Linked DNA regions of Rattus norvegicus: region 1 is linked to region 2. The links are chromatin contacts, called in public Hi-C maps. All regions are on one chromosome and are shown on one strand. Each heading gives the region's core, a stretch centred on a gene start, on an enhancer-like site or on the middle of the called end of the contact. The rest is flanking DNA. Distances are from core to core; before and after follow the strand shown. Region 1 overlaps Npc2 (NPC intracellular cholesterol transporter 2). Region 2 holds the start of Lin52 (lin-52 DREAM MuvB core complex component).

What was found. Hi-C and Micro-C count contacts between places; a contact is called where the count stands out from the background.
Region 1: a Hi-C map of mammary epithelial cells shows a contact between it and region 2, with 2.3 times the contacts expected there. The contact joins the enhancer-like site here to the promoter of Lin52 in region 2. A contact is called at or near these places in 3 of 12 Hi-C or Micro-C datasets (the A7r5 cell line, the Rat2 cell line and mammary epithelial cells).

The regions. Positions count from the first base shown.
Region 1 is chr6:110,124,042-110,128,346 of GRCr8, reverse strand. Npc2 (NPC intracellular cholesterol transporter 2) reads left to right here. Exons shown (of 4, transcript NM_173118.2): 4 at 1-22. Among named protein-coding and RNA genes, the nearest start is that of Npc2, 23 kb to the left of the region's middle. Within about 2 kb of position 1,751, at least 18 of the 93 cell types and tissues checked have an H3K27ac peak or open chromatin away from gene starts, as enhancers often do. A contact at or near this core is called in the A7r5 cell line, where this site is marked.
Region 2 is chr6:109,827,836-109,831,756 of GRCr8, reverse strand. Lin52 (lin-52 DREAM MuvB core complex component) reads right to left here and starts at 1,508. Exons shown (of 6, transcript NM_001398854.1): 1 at 1,471-1,508. The coding sequence starts at 1,489. Aldh6a1 (aldehyde dehydrogenase 6 family, member A1) reads left to right here and starts at 2,032. Exons shown (of 12, transcript NM_031057.2): 1 at 2,032-2,126. The coding sequence starts at 2,076.

The DNA.
Region 1 (4,305 bases), core at 502-3,001, 300 kb before region 2:
CCCCATAAATTCTAACTTGCCACTCTCGTGTTTGTGTTCAGTCTGTGGCCGCCCACTTCTTCCAGATGGCAGTCTCTTAGGTCCGTAGCAGGCAGCACCCAGTTCCGAAGCTCTAGAGAAGACTCACAGACACTTCCTTTTCCTCTTTTTTTTTTTTTTTCATCATCATGGGTCTTCATTTGCTGCCAGCTCCAAGGGGTTGAGGGCTACTCACGCACAGCCTTGGTCTCTTCCAGCAGACAGTACTGGCTGGGAGTCAGGGAGGGTGGGGAGAGGGTTTGAGTGCCTGCAAATTCCCCTCATGGAGTGTGGAGAGCCACATCACTGACAACCTACCAGATGGCTGCTGGATCACATAGCATTATGGGGACAGCCTGGGCTTCCCCATGGCCATGCATACAGTAGGGCCGGGAGATCCTGTCCTGAGCCAGGAATCTTACTGGGCCATGGTGGGGTAAGCTTCTGGCCTTGGAGACCTCTGCTGCTTGGATCACAGAAAGCTAGGGGGAATTCAGGGGTGCTCAGTGCACATGAAGTGTGCAAGTCACTGGGGTTAGTCCTGTAAACACAGCAACACAGGCACAGAATGGGAAAGACGCGCCTCCAGAATTACACAGCACAGCTGGGGTCCACTCGGTCCTCTGACTGGCACTCAAGGGAGGTCACATTGTGCTCCCAGGCTCACCATGCTGGGCCTCACACACATGGGACTCTGCACTTGGGCATTGATTTTTGTGGTGCTGGGGGTGGGGGTGCGGGTTGGTGGTCAAACATTATCCTCACTTGGCTAGACAAGTGCTTTGTCCCATCCCTGCAGTGGATACCTTTCCCACTTTGATGGTCCTTAAGTTTGTCACTTACTTTCTACAAGGCGTACAGGCTATTCTGCCTTAAACCAGAGCATTCCCCATCTCCCAAGCCCCATGTTCCCACACTTTGCCTAAACTGAAGCATGCAGGATCACAGGCAGAGGGGAGTAAGGACAGTCTGAGGAGAGCTATTCAAACACAGAAGGAAGTCTTCAGAGTGCAGCCCACCACTGAACTAGTGATCCTCCTGCTTCGGGGTGCAGCTTCCAAATCCTGTCCAAACTCATCAGGGACCAGCTTTTGTGTGCCTTGAAGTGGGTCTTGGGTTGAATGGGATGGACACACACATACACTTGGAAAGGACGGGACAAACTAGAAAAAGGAAGTTGCCCAAAGCCTTGGCCCAGAGAACAGGGTCTGGAGGCTGCACTCTAGGGGCTAAGGACAAGACAGACAGCCGAGTCCACCAGAGGGACCACCTGACTAATAAATTACCAATAAAAAGTAATAAATTAGTCTAGAGGGCTTGCTATTTACAAGTCACTGGCACCCCCATCCCAGCCCTTCCTGGGAGAGGGGGCACCCTCTGTCCAAATCCTAGGCTGATGCTGCACCCCATCTAGGTGTGACTTTGTGAAGATAGCTCTAGGTGGGTGGAATTGTGACAGATTAGGTGGGCTTTCCTGGCTGGTCCTGGGGTTCCAGCCATGGCCTCTGCACTCTGCACCCTGCACAGTGAACTTTGGCTCCGAAGCTCTAGAGAAGACCCAACTCACAGACACTCCCTGTTTCCTTCTCCATAGAAAGTAACCTTGTGCTGAGTTGCTGTATTTACACTGCCAAGCATGCTCGAAGCAGCAAACATTACCCAATGAATAGCAACACCCGAGGAGTGGTGACCGGGACATCACATGCCCTGATGGGGAAGCCTAGAAAGGGAAGGAAAAAGAGGCAGTGGCTCTAAGGAGGCAGGAGGGAGATGAGTTCCAAGCCAGTCCAAGCAGCATAGTGAGATCCTGTTTAAATAAAGAAGTAGACTCAGCCAACAAGAGGCAGAAGGGTCACGAGTCCCACACCAGCCTGAATTTGTACATACTTAACCCCTCTGTCATCTACCCACACCTCCCCTGACTCAATCTCAGTGCTAGAAGGCAGAGGAATGAGACCAACCCCACCTATAAAATGAATTCAAGACCGGCCTGGGCTAAATGAGACTCAGTCTCAGAGAGAGGGGGAGGGGAAGAGAGAGAAAAGGAGGAAGGAGGGAGGGAGGGAAGGAAGGAGGGAGGAAAAGGTAGAGAGCATCCTAGCCGATAAAAGTTCCACTGATTAAATCTTGAAATGACAGATATGGTCATAGATCATAGTTTGTTGTAGGGAACACACACATTATTTTTGAGATGAGGTCTGATATATCTCAGGCTGGCTTTGAACTTGCCACGTATCAGAAAACCTTGAATTTCTGATCCTCCCTGCTTCTACCTCAAACCCCACATACATAGAATCCAAATAGCACTGGACCCTTGTTTCTTCACCTGTGAGTTTTCCAGGACAACCACCAGGGGGCAGCAATGGGTCAGTAATGAAGTTCTTGCCAGCCATCAGTTTACCCGCTGTACTATCTGAGGTCCTTTGTCTATTCTTTACCCCTGAGCCCACCCTGTCTTCCCATGTAGAGGAGGTATGAGTCAGAATCATGTGAACTCCAAAAGTAGTTACCTACTGAGGTCACTGCTTCCAACTGCCTGTGGTTAGATGATGGCTCCTCCAATTATTCAGCTGCGAGTGTGAGCTGTAAATGAGTTCATCTCCCCGAGCTTCAATTTTGATTTTCCTAATCCATTGACCAGGGACAATGGTGGCACAGTGTGAAGTGAAATGAGGCATGTAAAACACTTACATGAGTCAGGGCGTGTAGCATACACGCTGCTGGCATCAGCCCTTGTGCTAGGCTGCTCGTTTTGTCTAGAAATAGGAAAATCCAGAGGCTCAATCTGATGTGTGGTAATGTATCTCCTCAGAAAAAAACACAGCTATCTTCTTTGTGTGGGGGCTTGCTGAGGGGCCAGGAGGAACTCACTTCTGTGTTTGCTGACTCCCTATTCCCTAAAGATTTGTCTTGCCTTTTTAGCTCTGTAGTAACTAACACCTCCCAAACCCCAAAAAATTAGGGAAGGGAGGGGGAAGCTCTGTTAGTGTCCTTATGTGAGCAGGAGGTGACCCAACAGCTTAGGACTGTTTGCCAGCCAGCCACCAGGAGGCTCACTGGAGCCTGCAGTTGTGAGATAGGTAGACTCCCGTGGGAGGATTAGTTTGAAAGGTCATTCCTACAGAAAGTTCACAGTCATTAACACAGAAGCCTCCAATCCTAAGCACACAGAGAGTCCTGCACTTTCCAAGGCCGGTCTCTGTGCGAGCCTTGAGTCTTAGACCCAACTCCTCTCTTATGTGAGTTTGAGGCAGGTAAATCTCAAGACCCCCATTGTTATGGTCTGTTCTTCATGCTAGTCAAAACCAATAGGTGAAACAACTTCAGATCCTGGGCTGCTTGATTTTGAAGAGTGTGTGTGTGTGTGTGTGTGTGTGTGAACAGTGAGGGCAGGAGATAGACAACTTACTAGATAAAAATGCTTGCCAAAGAAGTGTGAGAACCCGTCCTCGGATCTCTAAAAAACCTAGATGTGGGGCTGAAGAGGTGGCTCAGTGGTTATCGGCTGCTCTTCCAGAAGACTGGGATTTCGTTCTCAGCACCCACATGATGGTTCATAGCTCTCTGTAACTGCACTTCCAGGGGATCAGACACCCTTTTTTAGGCGTGGTATACACATAATACATGATACAGGGACTTATTGGGGCTGGGGAGTTTTGGAGCAGGAGCGGGAGCTGTGGCAAAGCAAGAATGGGGTAGAAATGTGTCCAAACCCCAGAAATTTCATCCTGAGATTGGCAGGAGTAGGATCACTGTCCCCCTGCTCCGGGCCTTTGTGTCCTGGAGCATGAAGCTCGCACCCCCACCTTTGCCCCCTGGGGGAGGCTATATAGCCAAGTAACCTGGTCAAGCTTCCTCTCCCCTTATAAGGTCATGGCCAGCAGCACCTGGAATTCCTCCTTATGCGAATGAGACATCCCCATCGAACTGCCTCAGGCCAATGATGTACACTCACTCCAAAAGCCCCTATTCATCCCCTAAGATTTAAGTAGCCTTTTTCCCCCAATCAGAGCTGTCTCACTGAAGCTGTCCCCCGAGAGTCTGTTCTTGGTGTACTCACAGCTGCCTGATCTGAGGTCACTCTGGTCACCCCGAGATGGACAGAGAATAGAGCCTGAACAGCAGGCTTACATGCAGGCAAACCATCCATACACATACAATAACTAGAATTGGGGTGTGGGGGGACTTCTTTTAAAAAAAAGCTGGATGCATCAGTTTGCTTGCTGTATGGTGTAGCAAACAAGATACTGCCCTAAACTTGGACTGACATCTAAGGTTGTCATCACC
Region 2 (3,921 bases), core at 259-2,758:
AAAAAAGAATCCAGGTCTTTTGCAAAAGCACCAGGTACTCTTAACCACTGAGAGCTATCTCTCCAGCCCCCTGTATCCTCACATTTTTAAAAAGATTTATTACCTATACACTGTTCTGCCTGCATGTACCCCCGCACACCAGAAGAGGGCACCAGATTTCATTACAGATGGTTGGGAGCCACCATGTGGTTACTGGAAATTGAACTCAGGACCTCTGAAAGAGCAGTCAGTGCTCTTAACCGCTGAGCCATCTCTCCAGCCACTCTTCCCTTACTTTTTAAAAGAAAACTTTTTATTTGAAGGTGGGTGGTGGTGGTTTGTGCCTTTAACTCTAGCATTTGGGAGGCAGAGATAGGAGGAGCTCTGAGTTCGAGGCCAGCTTTGTATAAAGAGCAAGTGCCAGGACTACACAGAGAAACCTTGTCTAGGGTTAAAAAATAAAATAAAACAAAACCCAACAACTGCCAACTAAACCCCAACTTTGTATTTGAGACACATTTTGCCTACAATTCATTCTGCAGCCTAGACAAGCCTGAAGCAACAATCCTCCTGCCTCAATCTACCAAGTAGCTAAAATTAGGGGTCACATACCAAGGCCAGTTTCACTTTTGGATGAACGTTAACTTATTTATGGCCAAATGCTTTACAGGCATTATTCTAGAACCTAGGATTAAACGTATGAAATAAGACAGACTTGGAATTTATAATTGGGTGTGGCCCGGGCAAAGTTAATAGACAAGGAATATACTGAGATACTGAGTAATGACAGAAGAGAATTCCAAATGCTAAAGCAGAACCGCGAGCAAAAGCATACGGGTATAACGAAAACACCTATTTACCACCTGAGACGAAATACAAGCAGAATTGTTCCTGCCCTCAGTCTAAGGAAACAACACATGAAGTAGAGGGAGTGATGGTTTAAGGGTTGAGAAGCGTGCGAAACTACATTAACAAGGCTAATTTTCATTCCCTCGGGAATCAGGGTAAGGAAACCAGGTCCCCGGTTCCCTGCTGCCAAGGCAACGGTCCTGAACTGAGGGGACAAGCATCCTTCTCTCCCGGCTTGGTACAGGGATGAACCCTAGACCTCATGTCAGTCACCACTCAAAGCTATAGAGCTTGAGAGACTCGTCTCAGCTCTACTGAGAACAGAACCAACACTCCAATGGGCCTGTTCAAAAAGAAAGTTCCCTCCCTTTCCCCTCAGCATCACCGATGGGCCGGAGCGACCTCTGTCCTTTTCCCGGATAGGGTCTCACCGGTTGGTGGCCTCCTTCACCTACCTAGTACACAGCGGGGAGACCTGGTACCAGGCACCTGCTAGCTGAAAAGCCGACACAGCCCAAAGAAGAGAAGTGGGAGAGAAGGAAGAGGGGCCCAAGAAAAAAAGCGTAAGCGTGAAGGCTGTGGAAGTTCCCAGAGGAGCAAATAATGAGACTACAGGCCAACAATTTCCAAGCCGGCTCTTACCGTCTGTGGGAGACGCCATCTTCCAGCCCATGTCACGTGACGTGGCCAACCGTCGGCGGGAAAGCGAGGATCCGCAAGCCACGCCCCTTACAGGGGTAACCTATCCTTAACTCACAGCCCGGTCTCGTTTCCCTATCTCATAGGGTAATATTTGCCTAGTCCCACCCTAGACAGCAGCCCTACCCGCGAGTGGTAGTTAAGGTGAAACTCAGGCAAAATTCTTCAAGGACTTTATTTACTTTCCTTAGCAAAGGGGCGGGACCTTGAGGGCCTACCTATAGCCAATCGGAGTTCTCGGTTAGGGGGCGTCTTCCCCGTGTGCTTAATATGCAGTACCAAGTCTAGGGGGCGTCTCCCTATCTCCGCCAACAAAAATAGGCTGAAGTCAGAGAAGAGGAAAACGCTTCCGCCTTTGACCAATCACCTATCCCCAAGGCTGGGAGTGATGGGTGGAGTCAAGAATCCTGACACATGATTGGTTATGAAAAGTGCCCCTTCCCTCCAATGGAGAGGCTAGGTTGTGTTCGGGGCGTAGCTTAGCGCTGTAGCTTCTAGGGAGGCACTGGCAGCGGAGGCGCGGGGAGCTGGGCAGAGTCTGGTGAGCCATGGCGGCGGCAGTGGCGGCAGCAGCAGCAGTGCGGTCCCGGATCCTGCAGGCGAGTGAGGGTGGCGACGAGGGACCATGACGTTAGAAATGGGTCCTTTCCGCCCGGTCTCTAAACCATGCTTCTGCTGGACAGATTTCTTGGCCCAGACCCTTCTTTGCAGACCCTTGTGTTCCACCAGACCCGTGTGTTTGAGCTGTCACTCCGTATTGCCTGGCCCGGGAATCCAGCCCCGGACGGTCACGCCTGGCCCACCCCACTTTTACTCCTGATCCTTTCCTTTTCTAGCTCTGACCCACCCACCTTCAGTCCAGCTCAGTCTTTGCTATCACCCGCGGGCTTGCTTTCTCTCATTGGTTCCTCCCACGGACTCCCTTTCACCTCTGTGCCAGCCACCTCTGGGCCCCAGAAACTCCTTTTGGTTACTGTTTATAGAATACTTTCCTTTGCCAGGAGCGTCCCTTCCCCCATCCAGCCTCTATGTGAGGTAAGAGGGGGTAGGAACATGGAACAAGGGTCAGAGAAGAAACTTTGAATCTCTAGACATGTACCCTGGCTTTTCACATCAAAGGCAGCCATTTGCTAGCGTTTACCAACTATTCTGGCCCTTAGTGTTTTTTTCCCAAGCTCTGGGCCAAGTTAAACTTTCTCAGCGAAGTTAAACTTTCGAGATAAATAAGGGCGTTATTGTTTTGCTAACGCTACTAAACATTCCCCAAACAGGTGGTAGAAGATGAGACCCTAGGAAGACACGTTCCCAGAGTCAGTTCTCAAGTGCCAACACACCCTCCACTCTTCTAGGCTACGATTTTAACCGCACAGAAAGAAGCCAGCCCAAGGGAAGTTGTAGAGCTACAGAAGCCTCAGGCCTGTGGTCCCGGCTTTGATTATAGCCTTTCCCATGTGTTTGCATCGTAGCACGGACTTAGAATCTGACACAAGATTTGCTCTATTCCCGGCAAGATTCTTAATCCAGCATTAAGCAACGATGTCTTTTATTCATCCAGCCTAGGAATGTCTCCTGTTGCACTTTTATATAAAATTTTATGTCTGTTCATCAGGTTTTTAGGAGTTCTACTGCAGAAATGTGTGCGTGCATTTGGTTCTTGGCCGAGTCACCAAAGGTTCAGGTTTGAATGTTGTTTAATGGGACCATGAAGAGAGTGAGCTGGAGGTCTTAGAAGGTTGGCATGACTTCACTCCCCTGGCGCTATTCTGGTGTCTTTTTGGAGTAACAGATACAGCATTTCCTCTCTACGTTTTCCATTGCCAACCTCTTAACATCCTTTATAAAAATTGCTCCCCTCTCGTCCTTACCCCATTACCACAAGTCACTAAAAATCCTAAGGTATTTTGTCCTTTGCACAAAGGAGTAGAATTTCTCTTCCCATATATGTTATTTTTGGAACAAATACTCTTAAAAAAAAACCCAAGTTGTAAAAACCTCTAAACTGACTTGGAAAAAGACCAGAAATAGTTCTTAGACAATTAGGAGTTATTGTAATATGACAATTTGATAAAGGGTAGTCTATGTGGTCATGTGGTACATGTATGCAGGCCTAGCTCTTGGAGAAACAGAGGCAGGAAAATCTCTTGAGACCACTTCAAAACCAGCCTGGGAAGGGAACCTGCCAGAGAGCAGGAGCAGAGATAAGGAGGGCAGGTAAAGAAGAGAGTGAAAGGCAACATTGTATACTGACATGCCTGAAGACACTTCAATGAAACCTAGTACTTAGTAAATGGTTACTGAAAAAAATCAACAAAAATGCTTTCTAAAATAAAATGCAGGGCTGGAGAGGTAGCTCAAAGGTCAGGAGAGCTTACTCCTCTTCAGAGGGCCGGAGTT